Linked DNA regions of Rattus norvegicus: region 1 is linked to region 2. Evidence: chromatin contacts called from public Hi-C data. All regions are on one chromosome and are shown on one strand. Each heading gives the region's core, a stretch centred on a gene start, on an enhancer-like site or on the middle of the called end of the contact. The rest is flanking DNA. Distances are from core to core; before and after follow the strand shown.

What was found. Hi-C and Micro-C count contacts between places; a contact is called where the count stands out from the background.
Region 1: a contact with region 2 is called in a Hi-C map of Schwann cells, with 4 times the contacts expected there. The contact joins the promoter of Stx16 here to the promoter of Ankrd60 in region 2. A contact is called at or near these places in 3 of 12 Hi-C or Micro-C datasets (the A7r5 cell line, Schwann cells and psoas muscle).

What each region holds. Positions count from the first base shown.
Region 1 is chr3:183,267,387-183,274,796 of GRCr8, reverse strand. It overlaps Stx16 (syntaxin 16), which reads right to left and starts at 2,726. Exons shown (of 9, transcript NM_001401893.1): 1 at 1,877-2,726. The coding sequence starts at 2,008.
Region 2 is chr3:182,790,479-182,797,740 of GRCr8, reverse strand. It overlaps Ankrd60 (ankyrin repeat domain 60), which reads left to right and starts at 3,889. Exons shown (of 4, transcript XM_039106735.2): 1 at 3,889-4,221. The coding sequence starts at 3,894. LOC134486504 (a long non-coding RNA gene) reads right to left here and starts at 3,829. Exons shown (of 2, transcript XR_010065549.1): 1 at 3,591-3,829; 2 at 1,982-2,996.

The DNA of each region.
Region 1 (7,410 bases), core at 1,477-3,976, 480 kb before region 2:
TATTGTTGAAAAGCTGCCGGTCCAAGATACTGTGTTTTTAAACTCCCTGAATTAAGCGTCAAAATTTTTCTCTCAGGTTACCTAAAGGTTCAGGATACTTCAACCTAACAGAATTAAATTTTAAAAAACAAACATCTTTTTCATCAGTTAAAACGGAGACCCCAGAAGCTCTAGTGTGGGCTTAGCTGTTTTGTTTTGTTTTCCCCACGGGGTAGCATAAAATTAAGTCGTAAGAACAGGGGATCCTCACTAGCATAACCAAAGACCCATGGATTACATTCATTCACTATTTCTCAGTTTATTTCTGGAGACTCTTTTCAAAAACCGCGTTAGAATGAACACATTTCCGTGCTGACATTTTTCTCCTACTTATTTCCGTGTAATATTATTCCTTTCGGCTTACAAATGTAGAAATCCCTCAAACACAAATGTAAACAAAGCCTCATCACACTCCGGCTAGTTCTCTATGCCTTGTGGCCGGAGTTTACATCCTGTATCCTTTTATCTTTAAAATTGCCTGCACGGCTTAAAAATCCCTTTTCTGTGAACAATATAGACAAAAATATTTTCCACGGTGACCTAAAAAGGGATAACTGTCTTGGCAACACAGTGACAGTCACGACACACAGCTTAATTTTTCATTAGCACTTCAATAAATGATAAAAGGAAAAAATTAAAAGGTAATATAGTGTTTAAAAGGCGAGGAAGCTTCAGGGTTTCACGAACTGTATTTCAAATGCAGCCCCCTAAGGTCTTGGGGTGACCATGCACTCCCCCATGCTTCAAGGCCGCTTCCATTCAAACCTTCCCTTTTCAATTAAAGGTATTATTACAAAGCTAACAATATTCATCTGGCTGCACTATTCAGACCCGCCCCCTATCTGAGATAGCAGGAAACTGAAGCTCTGGAAGCCAAAGCCTCCATCGAAAACAAACCAAATACAGCAATCTTTCTGGAACATTGCTTTGAAAAAGAACAACAACAACAACACCTTACACTGCTAGGCGAAAAGTGAAGTTCTAGTCAATAAAATCAAAAGCCATGTGCTATTTTGGGGGGCTAATTTTCACATCCGCATCATGTTCTTATAAAAAAAAAAAAAAAGTTCGAATGGAGAGGAACGCTTAATTTCCTGTGTGGGAAATGGAAAACGAAGCTCCCAGCACCTTGCAGTCTCACCAACGTGAGACCTCGGGTTGAAAAAAAAAAAAAAAAAAGAACAACAAAAAAACAGCAAAGCAATTACTCCTAGAGTACATGGCCACACCGAGGACTGGGGCCACTGGGGAAAAAATGGTGAAAAAGAAAATGAGCAAAACACATACACACATACACACACACATATACACACACAGAACAACTCCTTCCTGGGGGGAGGGTGCAGGGGGGGGGTTGCTCTGCAAGGATTTGAGTCAGTTAACCAACCACCTGGCCCACAGAACCAAAGTGAGGCCATTGCAGGGGGGCGGGGAGGAGGGGAGGGACAAACAAAACAAAACAAAACAAAAAGAAGGATGGAGCAAGGCCTAGGTTCCAAGTCCTCGTGCTAAAGCATATGTAAATCGAGGCTGTCGTCGTGCAGAGTCGACGGATGGTGGGGGAGGGGGGCTGGGAGGCCCAAGGAGTGAGAAGGCTAAAGTAAAGTAGGTCAGGGATTGATACTGTGGTCCCCATTGGGGGTTGTTGGGTGCCCCATGACCCCTGGCCAAGGAACCCTTCCAATTAAGTATCACTCCTGGTCGTCGTCGCCTTGTGGTTGTTGTCGTTGTTCTTTTTTTCTTTCTTTTTAGACAGAGAGACAGACAGAGACAGACAGACAGGCAGAGCCGCAGTGCACACGGTGTGTGTGTCTGGAGAGGCCGCCAGGAGACTCACCGCAGCAATGCTACGTGAATGCAGAGGGCTGGAGGTGGTGTGACTACTCACTTGCTCGGCTAACAGCTGCCGGTTTTGGATGGAATTATTCCGCAACAACAAGAAAGCGTCGGTTAAACGCCTGGTGGCCATGTCTCACCCTTTGTGACCACCCTCTCAGGGTCCCCCACCCCCTTATAGTCCTGATTTTTCACTTTCTTTCTCTTGGTCTGGCCTAGCTGGTCCACTCTTGCATAGAAACCTCTCTTGACAAGGCCTTAGGCTTTTAAGGCACAATTTTGCGCTCCACCAAAGCGCAAAGACCCCTCCCCAAATAACCACCTAGGCTTTCCAATTGTCTGACTCCCCCTACCCAAGGCCTGGCTCAGATCTCAAAGCACTTGAATTCCCCCAATCCTTGCGTAGAAATCTAACGTCCTGGAGACCCCTCCCCAATCCAACCTTGGATCTACAAGCGTCTAACGCGCCAATCCGGCTAGGGGATGGAAAAGACCCCTACCCACTCATTTCCTAAGACCTCCCCAAAGGTGCTGGCGCCCTAACCCTAATGTGTCTGGCATGTGGCTCTAACTTGGGAGTTTGGGTTAACTCTCCTCACAAAAGGCCTGCTTCAAACAGGCCAGCCCAGGACTACAAAAAGCGTCTACAGCTCCCATATGGCGACTGAGTCTATTATGGCTCAGGTCGACCTAACCCCTTTCTTTCCTGGGTGGCCTGGTTCTCCACTGCCAGCAGGCTGTAGGCCTTCAATAAGGACCTCACGGCCTGCCTCCCCGGCCTCCTCACTCCTCTTCAATCCTCTTCACCGGCAACCCTCCATCCCGGGATCTGGCTGCAACCCTGCCCAAGCCGGCTTCCGTGCTGTGGTCCCGGGCTCTAGCGTTCCCCAGCCCTCTTCCTGTCCGTCCCTCGCGGGTGCCCCCCTGCGACATTCATGAGTTTACTTGCAACGTTCCGGGAGCGGGAGCTCCCTTATTGCCCTGCCCCGGGGATGGGAGCGCTCCGCCCTCTCTGGGGTATTTCCCGGGGTGTCCTGTTCCCCTTTTCCTAAGTGTGTTGAGGCTTTAGGGCAGGCGTCCTGGCCCGAAAAAGGCTTCAAAAACTTGGCCCTAGAGCCGAAAACCACCACTGGAGTCCAGGCAATTGTGAACTTCTAGAAGAATTGTCAGGCAGGCAGAAATGTGGCTCTTGTAGAGCCTAGTCCTGAGCGGGGGCGGGAATAAAAAAGTGGAAGACGGCTGCCTCTGCAGGCCAGGCACGCTCCACTGCAGGCGACTGGCGCTGCTGAGATGGCTCTCTTTCTCTCTCTCTCTCTCATTTTTTTTTTTTTTAACTGTGAAAAAAAACAAAAAAGTATCCGAAAAACAACCAGGCCAGGAAAAAAAGTAATGACAGAAAAAGCTTGGGCGTTAGGCCTCGCTGTGGGCAATCAAGAGTGGTCAGGTACCCACACTTGGGCACTACAGTGTTGTGCAGGACAAGTGGTAAAGGTCCCTAAACTTAAAGGCACTCCCTCGGTCCCACTCCCGACAAAAGAATTTTGTGTTTTGGCTATGCCCACGTTTCGTCGAGCTGAGGCTTCTGGTTGCCTCCCGGGTCCCTGGAGCCACTCAACCGATGGCTGCTACCTGGCTGGGGGGGGGGGGTTCCCAGGGGCCCCCAGGGCTGTAGCTGCTGCATCCTTAGAACATCCTTAGCTCAGGAGGCCGGGGTCACGGGCAAACATCGATGACAGACCCATATCTGCAGCATGAGTTTATGGGGTGCCTTGCCCTCAATCTTGGCCTCAGCTTTGGGGTCTGATTGGGAACATCTTGGCCACAGTTGAGGTCTCCCGGGTGCCACGACGCAGGCGTGGGAGCCGCGTAGGGTCAGGATCCAGAGCCCTGGGTGATTTTCCTCTTAAGGGTGCTTGTCAATACATTCCTGTGCAACTAAGTATTCGTGTGCAACTAAGTATTTGTGTGCAACTAAGTATTTGTGTGAAAAGTATCTTTGAGGCACATAACACAATGAATGCAGGGAGGAATCTAGGCCCCGGAGAGCAGCAGGGGGGCGAGCTGATAGCGAGGACCGTTGGTTGGGACGGGCTTTCAACGCCATGGCGCTCAGTCCCCCGCAGCAGTCGACGATCTGCGGGGGTTGCTATAGGCGCGACAGGCAGCCCAGACCCCGCCGGGGCCATAGAACCATGCACTCGGCTGCTCCACAGGCCCGGGGTTTATCTCATGGAGCGAAATGAGAGGAACCCTGTGTGCAGACCCCCGGGGATATTTGTGTAGCGAGGGAAGAGTTCCGGCAGCCCACCCTGCTGGTGAGAGCTGACCCCAGTCACGTGGCAAAGCCCCCTCCTCCTCCTCCCCCTCCTTCTCCTTTCTGTGCATACGGCGGCGTTAGTAAACAACCGCCGAGCCGGTCTCCCGCAGGAACATTGGATTAGAGCTGTGGGCCTGTTCTCCATTCTCGAGAGCACACATCGCCGCCCCTCCCCTGCAAAGCAGGGGCTTGTTTACTTCTGGCTAGAACCTGATCTCCCTCCTACGCTGGACGGCTGTGTTTTAGTCATCTTTGTACCCACTGCCATCTCATCTGGCTTGTAACAAGCTCCGAATAAATGGTTTTTAAATATGTCCACGAATATTGGAGACCCGAGATTTAAGTTCCCAAATGCTCTGACCTCCCTCCAGCATCTCTAAAGCCTTTCGAGCCTTCTAATGTATATATTTTAAACACGCCTGCAAGTCCAGTTTACATAATCTTTGCAATCTGTGGCCCGTCCACCTCCCTAGGGTTACTGTGCAGATAAAATACAAGCACTTTGTATTTGATGTTAGATCTCAGACAAATATTATATAGAATGGTAATTTATTCATTTTCTGCATTCAGGAAGCTTAGCAGAGTTATTCCTGGTGTTGTGTTCCAGCCCATGATGACGACCCTTCCTGGTGAATCTTAAATATTTATTGTTGGACATTTAGGAAACCAACCAAGCTTGTATCTCTTTGAGAGAAATGAACAGTGTTCTCACATATGAATAATAGAACAAGAATCCTCTTATTCTCAAAACAGGCACCTCAAGCAACTTCAGAGCCCAGGAACAGGGAGATGAAAAATCCAGGAGCTGAGCACTGGAGCAGGAAGACAGCCTGGAGCAGCTGAGCCCTAGCCCCATGGAAGCACAGGTTCTGGGCATGAACTAGTACTAAGAGCTGGGGAGAAGGCATATCTGTTTACCTGTGGTCATGTCCATGTAGGCTCTGACTCACATTACAGAGCGGGGGAGGGAGTAAATCATTATATTCCAGTGTTCTTAGCTGTTTTATTTTTCTGTCAAGTAGCTTCAGTTTTATTGTTTGTTTGTTTGGTTTGGTTTGGTTTGGTTTGGTTTGGTTTGGTTTGGTTTGGTTTGGTTTGGTTTTGGTTTGGTTTGGTTTGGTTTGGTTTTTTTAAGCATTCCCTCATAGCCAACTATGTGTTACCCTGAAACTGAAATCTAGGTTGATGGTTTTATATTTTAAAAGCTTTCACTGTGACTCACTCTTGGCCCGGGGTAGGATTCTGCAGTACTCCCTAAGCTTATAGAGCCTTGGTGTCTTGTTTCTTGGGCTTCAGACCCACTCTCTAATGTTTTGCCAGTGGGTCCAAGAAGTCCCTTTGGGGAACAAGTGTTCCAGTGTCTACTCATCATTCTAGTCAGTGCCCGAAGGGGGCCGTAAACTTAGACTGTCACCGTGAAGCCAGGCAGCCAGCAGGAGCAGGCTCTTAAGAACAGGCTAGTTGGCTTGACAAGATGGGTTCACAGCTCCGTGAGATTCACACAGCCTTTGGGAAAGAAATGTAGAGGAGATGCAGCTGGGAAAGCCCTTAATCCCAGCTCAACCCTGTGAGCATAATGTGAGTCTGTTTCTGCAGCAGTCTGAAAGCACCGGGTGGGTTCCACGCTCCCAAAGAGGAAGGCATAGTGATGGGAACTGAACGCCATCCAAGCACATGTCGAGGATTCTTGTTTAATGGTTTGGGAATCCAGATGTGCCTGTAATGTTCCTTCATAGGAAGGGAGTTCAGCTCGTCCCAGTGGACACCACTGAGTTTTGACCTTTTAAAAAGGGCAGGTGGCCGTTCTCTCACCCAGATGAGCAACAAACATTCCTAAGATCCATACTCCTATGGAATGGCTCCCTTGCGCAGATCTGAAAGGACAGGCGAACCCAGAAAACAGCAGCTGTATTCTGTCACCTAGATTGATGCTCACAACCTCAAGGGTTTCTGACCCCAGAAAGCTCTGCCTTCAGCTCTGATGCTCGTTCCACCAGGGAGAATGGTAAGAGGCATAGGTTTTGTTTCATGCAGACTCCATTAGCCTTCTGTCCTAGACAATTCAATTCTACAAATGTTCCTCAAATCCTGCTGGTGGCAGGGGCCAGCTGTTGGTCCAAGGGGACAAAGAGACCCAAAACTCTTTGCCCTCAGGGGGTTTCTGCCTTCCCACTTCAAGTGCCCCAATTCTAACTTCCATTATGTGTGCATTTCCAGCAGCCCCATGACAACCACACGTCTCTCCTTCCCCTGCATCCATCCTCCGCAGTGACCTTTCCCTTCCAGAGCGCAAATCTGATCATGTCACTGCCTGATCGAGGCCCCAAGACAGCTCCCTCTGGCCACAGCAGCCTCTTCAACCAGACTGCACGAAGCAGGTGCTTTCTCTACTGGGCTATTGCTAATATTAAGTACAGACAGTCTCGGCTGGCAGAAAAATTAAGCTAATGGATGGACTAGTCTCCTTCTTGAGTATTTTCTCTCCTCATTTTCTCTTCAAGTGTCGGTCCCTGCTGTCACACGGCTGTATTAGAATATAGTGTGGGAGCTGATCTGATTTATTCCAGCATTCATTTTGTCACAGTCCTGTCCTCCATGGCTGCATCGTTCCTGGTGTCGGGCTTGCTGGGTCTCCGTTGCCTCTCTCAGCAGAGAGCCCCTGGGATGGAGGGTTAGCATCCAAAGCCCTTTCTAACTGACCCCACAGTAGAAGCTGCTTCCACCCCATGGCTTTTCTCTGCAAAATCTGGCTCTCCCTAGTCTGCTTGGGAAACATGTCTTTCCAGATTGAGTGCTCCCTACAGTCTGGTGCAATAAAGGTCTGGGGAAGGGATGGAAAGGCAGATGGATGGATTCCTATGTGGAAAATGAGACTGAGTGCACTAAGTACCAGAAAACTCCACAAGGACAAGGTACCAAGTGGGTGACATGAACAGAGAGAATGGAGTCTATATCCAGTGTGGTTGGTTCTTCAGCCACACTGGCATCCTCCTCATCCAGGCTGGGCCTTTCTAGAAATAGCTTCTTTGCACAACTGAGGTCCACTCGATATAAAGCCACCTTCTTATTGTATCCTTGTGGGAGGAGTGGACTCTCCTTCTTTAGAACTCACATTTGGTCAACCTCAGAACTCACATAATATCTAACATCCTGATGTTTTTGATCTCCGAGGCCAACCAAGCAAGGAGCCTCTTCAGCAACGCATACCCGCCATTTCT
Region 2 (7,262 bases), core at 2,640-5,139:
GTACACCATGGTGGCTTAGTGCAGGGTGATTGTTACAAAGGATCAGCTGCTGTGCTGTTGAAGAAAAGCTAAACAACTTACCTGAGGCCACAGAGTGACCAGTTTAAGTTTCAGATCTACACCTGCCTGGCTCCAGAGCCCATGTTTCTCGTCTAGACCTTGCAGTCCTTGTCAGCCATTCCTTGGTAGTGAGCTACAAAAATTATAAATTCAGTTCTTGAAATTTAAAAGTCCCCCCCTGCCCCCTCCTCCTCCTCCCTCCCTCCCTCTCTCGTCTCAAACCTACAGATTCTGAAGTAATGCCTTTACAATTACAGAAGTATGTGTGCTTTGAAATCTTGAGAAAGTCACTGCTGGGCTCTCACGTCTGCAGGCTGTGGCGAGGGAAGAGTCTGCTGCTGTGGGCCAGTTTGCAGACCACTTGCTTCCCAGCCTCCTGAGCCTAGTGTACGATCCCATGCCACATGTGAGGGTTCTGCAGGCCAAGGTCCTGTGAACATAGTGCTGGAGAAGGGTGTGTGGGCCTTGCTGGCTTCTCTGCTAACCCTGGCTGTGGCAGGTGGCAGCTAGGTCTGCAAAGAATTACAGTGGGCTGTTTAAGCCTGAGTGAGTACAAGCTGTATGTCTACTGGCTTGTCTCCCCACCATAGTGTAGGCCCTTTGTTCATTTCCAGCCTTCCCTGTCCTGCTCCCCACACATCAGTTCTCGTGAACTACAGAGCGAGATGCACAGAAAGGCTTAGTTACTCTAACTTTTAAAACAGGTGCCACTACTAGCAGTCCACCATTAAAATCTCAGCCATACTTTTGGAATGAGATATTTTATCATCTGAAAGGACTTAAGTGAAATGATATTTTTGGAAAAATTTTCCAGGGTCTTGACGTGGCCTAAAAGACAACAAAACTAGGATGTGTTATACAACACAGTTCATGGCACATGGGACTCCAGCTTTTCTCTCCTTAGCCTGTTTTGGAAATGCTAGGAACCATCATCTTAAAGTTGTTGAAGAGACTTGGCTCTGCAGTTGGCCCAGGACCAAGAAGTTTCTTCGATTTTTGCTTCCTTAGAACCAAGGATGCAGAGTGCTTGCTATAGACAAGTCGCCCGGGGAGGCCTCTGATGCACATGTGGCTTGTACTTGAAGAGAACCCAGTTAGTTGTATAAGAGCTTCTAGATGCAGCCTCTTTCAGGTGATGGCAGCTAGTGCCCCACCCCCACACCGCCCCCACCCCCAGACCCGGTCAGTGGCAGTTTGTAGAGAGGTTGTTGTGGATCCAGGTACCAATGGCGCTCGGGCTTCCTCATCATCAGCTGTCGCCAGCAGTTTGTTTTTTAGGAAAGACTCGTTATAGAAAATCTCCCCTTAGAGCCTAGTACAGGAGCTTCCGGGACCTGGAAGGCTGAAGCAGGGAGATCAAAAGTTCAAACCTAAGATAGAGAATTCTAGGCCTGTACGAGCTACTTAACAAAACGCTGTTCAAGAAAATGGAGCATAAATACAGCTCCGCTCGCCAATAAAGTAATTTAGTAGAAGCTTGTAAGTATTCTCTGGGCTTCGTGCCCTAATCCTCTCCCAGAAAATGGAGTTCATGGCACTGTGTTTGGTCTCCAGCTGAAGTACTGTACGTATGTAACTAACTTGACAGGAAGAGCTATGGATGTAACATCAGCTCTGCAGGAGTAAACATGTCACGTGAAATCTTGTTCTGCTTTGGATTGCTGCTGACTCCACTCATCTTACGGACTTTTGAAGTGTCCTTGTGACAGCGGCCTAGTAAAGAACTGTTACCCCTCTGTTGTGTAGCACCTCTCGATACTGCACTTTATCAACTGCTATGCTTGCAGTATCTTCTCCAGCCCTCACCCTTCCCCACTTCAGAAACTGTGAAAATGTGTGTTGGTCTTTGACAGTAGCTAGTGTCAGAAGGTTGTTTAATGTGGACATGGCCAAGGCCTGGGGGTTGGGGGAGGGACTGATGGCTGGGATACATGGATACTGGTTACACTTCAGACTCCCAAAGAAGAAAAAAGAAAAGAAAAAAGGAAAAAAAAGAAAAGGAAAAGGAAGAAGAGAAGAAACCATACTTTAACCATAACTTTCTATAAACCATTGACTCTTTACATTGGCTTAAGCACACAGAACCTAATTTCCTAGTTTTGAATCTCAGATGAACAAAAGGTGCTCGTATAGTTTTTAAACATTTTCATTAATTGATAATCCTGTGTTCTGTAAACATTGGACTATGGTTCTGTACCCATGTCTGTCCCTGTTTTGTGTTCTGGTTTTAACAAGGCACAGTAGCGGGTAGCCCATGGGACACAAGTGCCTCTTTTTAAAAATTGTATGGGGTTGGGGATTTGGCTCAGTGGCAGAGCGCTTGCCTAGGAAGCGCAAGGCCCTGGGTTCAGTCCCCAGCTCCGAAAAAAAGAACCAAAAAATAAATAAATAAATAAATTGTAAAGCCACATATTGAATTTCCTGTCATACAGGACGCCCCTGCAGGTCCCCAAATACTATTGATCTTGTTATTTAAAAGGAAAGAAAGGCAGGCGTCTATGCTGTGCTAAAGAGAGTGGGGCATATGTAAAGAACTCAAATACCACACACAGACAACAGATGGGCTATGTTAGCACAGATTAATTCATTAGAGTTAGAGACAAATGATTAAAGACAAAAACAAACACTGGCCCACTCTGTGTTTACTGTGTGTCTATGGTAAGTACATGGGGTAGAAGGCTTGCACAGCAAACAAGCCTTTATTTAAGCTCAGGGAATGGACACCATATTAAAATTTGTTGGTCTAAAAGTAAGGAAAATTATCCAGCTAGAATCTTGGGTTCTTTACAGAGCATAATCTTCTATAATGAAAAGCAGAAGAGCCAGGCAGCGGTGACACAGGCCTTCAAGGGAAGAGGAGGCAGGCAGATTCTGATCTTGAGGTCAACCTGGTCTAGAGAGCGAATTCCAGGAGACCCAGGGCTACACAGAGAAAGCTATCAAAAAACAAAAATAATAAATATGAAATAAAAATAAATATTTAGTGTTCTGAGGTAGAATGTAGGAACTGAAATTAAATTGACCAGTTTGGACAAGACCAGACTCCTATCAAGACTGGCTAGCCAGCCAGCAAACTTCTGAGTGAAGCTTTGGGATCAATACTCAGCACTGCCCGGGAAAGACTATAAGACCCGATAAAAGCCCAACCTGTTTACCGTGCACATTATAATTATCCATCATTGAGAATGAGCCTCTCTGATTAAACCACGCCCCCCGCCCTTTAGATCACCTTGACCGGCATGTGCTCTGCCCCCAAGTGTGCGGATGGTCTGGACCACCGTGCCTCAGTCCAAATTTTTGTAAGAAACTGCTAACACTAAATGTGTTTTTCAAGCATCTCTTAGTTCTTGGTAACAACAAGAGTTTTCAAAGGGCTTTCTGGCTCCCTGCCCCTTCTGAGGTGCTTCCTTCAGCCCCTAAAGACCTTGCTTAGGGTCTGATGTTTAAGGGCCTCCACCCTCCCAACCCTGCGGTGTGAGCTCCCCCTGAAAAGGTTCAAGCCTAGCCTTCCCATCAGGTGTTCTCCATACTTTTCTCCCTCCGAGGATGGAACGTCAGGGCCCACGGGTTTGATGTCATTTCCACGCAATCCTCTGCCTGTTCCAGCGTGGCCCAGGTCAGCTTGGATGGCGGCAAGCCTTAGAAACTGGGCCCAGCGTTTCTCCCTAATCATGCAGACTGCTCTAAACAGACAGGCTCCCCATAGGCCTAGGAAGCGCGCGAGGGCCGCGTAGGAGGGTGGGTGGGGGCCGTCTCCGGAAGCGTGGGCGCCCCTCTCCCGTCCCGGGGGGCCCCAGGCGGGGGCGGCGATGACGCGCGGGATGACGCGGGCCATGCGGAGGGCGGTAGACATGGCGAGGGCGGGCGCGCGTCCGCCAAAGAAGCATGGGGATGACCCCAAGGCGGGCGCGCGCCCCGCTCAGCCCTCCAGCCGGGCCCGCGCGCGGATTAAGGGGCACACAGGGGACCCGCTCGCCTCCACCGCGTCGCCAGACTTGACCCCTGACGTCTATGTCCTGCGGGTGAGGCTTGAGGAGACTGGAGAGCTGTTCCGCGTGGCCAACTGCCGCAGTGACATGACGGTGCGGGAGCTCAAAGAAGAGCTAGACCTGATGGTCGGCATCCCCTTCAACCTGCAGCGGCTGCATTTCCTGGACCAAGGTGGCCCCTGCCCGACCCCTTCCCATACCCCATGACCTCCTCCCACGCAAGGCCCCCGGCCCACTCCTGCCCTTGGGTCCCCAAGACACTTAACTACCAGAGAACCCAAGGTGACCAAGTCAACCCCAACCACCTTGAAGCCCATCTAGAAAGGCCCCTTGGAGCACTGGCTACTCAAGGACTCCTGAGTTCAAACATATGGGTGGGTGGGTGTCTTATTAAACCCCAAACATAAAGGTGAACCTGGCTCGCACACATTGTGTCTGTCCCAGGCTGCAGTCTTCCAATCTTGAGCAAGTACAGGCTACTCAGAACCTCAAATCTCAAAACCACAAGACCTTCGGGGCAGCCTCTTGTCTTCAGAAGGGAACCCAAGCCCCTAAGACAGCCATGTCTACCTAAGACTGCACACTTGAAAGAAAACAAGGCCTCAGTAGACCCCACCACCACCACCAAATCAAGGACAGGCCTTTCCCTCCATGAGAACTTGGATCCAAAAAAAATCCTAAGAGGTGAACACCAAGTTCTCTAGCCAGCATTTCAAAAGCTGGGACAAAATCTGCTGGGTCAGATCCTCAAAGGCAGAGGACATCTGCCTAAGATTGAACCCCCAAATCTCCAAGCTGAAAATAACCAGCTCAGAACCCTAACCCTAAAACTCAGTCGACTGTGTCCATACATAGCTGCACAAACACAGAAGAAGCCACCTAGACCTGGGACCCTCAAGACCCAGGACAAAGTTAGCCAAGACTGACTTAGTCTCTAGGCTAATGACCACTGCCTCAGGAACCCAAGTCCTCTGTCCCCACTGGCCACTCAAGATACTAAAAAAAATCCTGCCCATCTTAGGAAGCCCCAAATCCAGACCAAGCATGACCTCAAACTTCCATCAACTGTGTCTACATAGAGATGCTAAAACTCAGATCAAACATCCCCTTCTGGAACCCCAAACCCAGAACATCGGAATGTCCAGATCTCCCTCGCACACTAACCACTACCACAAGACACCCCCGCCCCAACTCAGACCAAGTATACATTCTTCCACGGGTGCTAAAGTTCAAATAAAACCTGCCAGTCCTACAACCCCCAAGTCCAGAGCACACCTACTCAAGGCTAAACCCCCAAAACTCTCAGGCTAACTACTACTGCAGCTCCCCAAACTCTAACTGTGCATACAGAGATACTAAAACTCAAAATGAACCTTGCTCATCCTGGAACCCCCCAAGCCCAGAACAAACCTGAACCCAGGCTTGAACCTCAAGTATCTAGGTTAGCCACCACTCTCTCAGGACCCAAGTACTCCACCAACGTACTCATGAGGATATCAAAAGCAAACCAAATACTTTCCACTTCGGTACCCCCCAAGACTGAACCCCAAGTCTCCAGACTAGCTATCACCACCCCAGAACCCCCAAATACTCCAGCAACTGCATTTACATGAGAGGACACTGAAACTCCAAACCTTACCTACCTTAGGACCCCAAATCAAAACAAGCCTGACCAAATCTGAGCCCCAAGTCCCCAGGCTAGCCACCAGGACCAGTCATTCTCCATAGCTGTTTCCACAGAAGGGTGCTGAAGCTCAGACGAACCCTGCCCACCTCAGGGTCCCACAGTGTGTTCATACACTGCTGCTTGATCCCCACATCCTCTAACTGCCCCTGGCCACACCAGCACCCTAAGTCCCAGAGCAGACTCCGCCCACAATCACAAGCATCAACAGAGAGCCTATGTCCCCAACTCTGAGACACCCTTCCTCCCAGCTATCACCACTCATCCGTACTGCCAAACCCCAATCCACATAAGGATGCTAGGTCCTAAAATGGACCTTGCCCACAGCTGGACCCCCACATCCAAACCCAACCCTGCCTACCTCTGAAAGCCAGCCCTCAAGCTCTCCCATGAACACAGCAAGACCCCAGTACAAGCCAAGCATCCTCATCAAGGTTCCAAGGATTAAATGAGTCAAGCCCACAGGAGAACCCCCTGAAAGTTGAAGCCAGGCTCGCTCGCTCTGGTTTCCCACTCCCAAGAAAATCTTGTGTTCATGAGTCCCTCAAAGCTGGCATCAGTTGTCCCTGTGAGGGAATGAAGGTTCAAACCAACCCTGATTCATGAGGACCCCAGAACTCAATACAGATCAGTTAGCCAAACTTATCATATCAGAACCCCAAATTTAGAGCAGACTCTATCACTAGCAAGACCTTAAATCTCAAAGGAGAGCTGTCCGATTCCTCTCAGTTGCTTACCAACCAGAGCTGCCTAAACAAGCCCATCCAAAGACCCCCAAATACTGCTCCAGATTCCTCTGAAACCAGGACCCCCCCCCCCAACCACACAGCAAGACTTCCTCCCATGGGAACCTCAGAGTAAATCCTGCTCTCATCAGGTCCCCAGAACTCAAAGCAGACCTCGCCCATGATCATTAGACACCCACCCCAATCTTGACACTAACCTAGTCTGTCTCTAACCCCCACGTTGCAAGTTGTATCCTGCCCCACACTGGGGGCTCACAGGGAGCCCTGCAGAATAAGAGCCCACTCCTTTCAGTTCTCTTGAATCTAGACCCCCCATGAGTCCCAAATTCCATGGGGAGGCACCCAGTGGAAGCCAGAGGCTCTACAGCCTGTCTCTCCTTCCCTCAACCTGGGGACACGGCTGCCCCTGTCCCCATTCCCTACAGTGTTTAGGATATGAGAACAGGATCAAAGCCCCTGGGCTCCATCATCTCCCTACCCGATGGAAATCAATGCAAAACACTTCAAGAAAATGAAGATTAAAAAACAAACAAACAAAAAACAAAACAAAACAACAAAACCTCTGGGCTGCTGGGGGATGTGAGCAGCCGGTATCCTGGAGACATTGCAGAGTACTGCAGGCCTGGGAGGATGGAGACAGCTCTGGAAACAGCCTGTCCCCACGCTCCTCCGAGTTCTCAGGCACTGGCTGTCCTGGGCTCAGTCTCCTAATCCGGAGAGCAGAGCCCCATTAGCTCTAGAATTCTCTGTGCTGTTCCCCAGTGGGCAGGAATGACTCTGCAA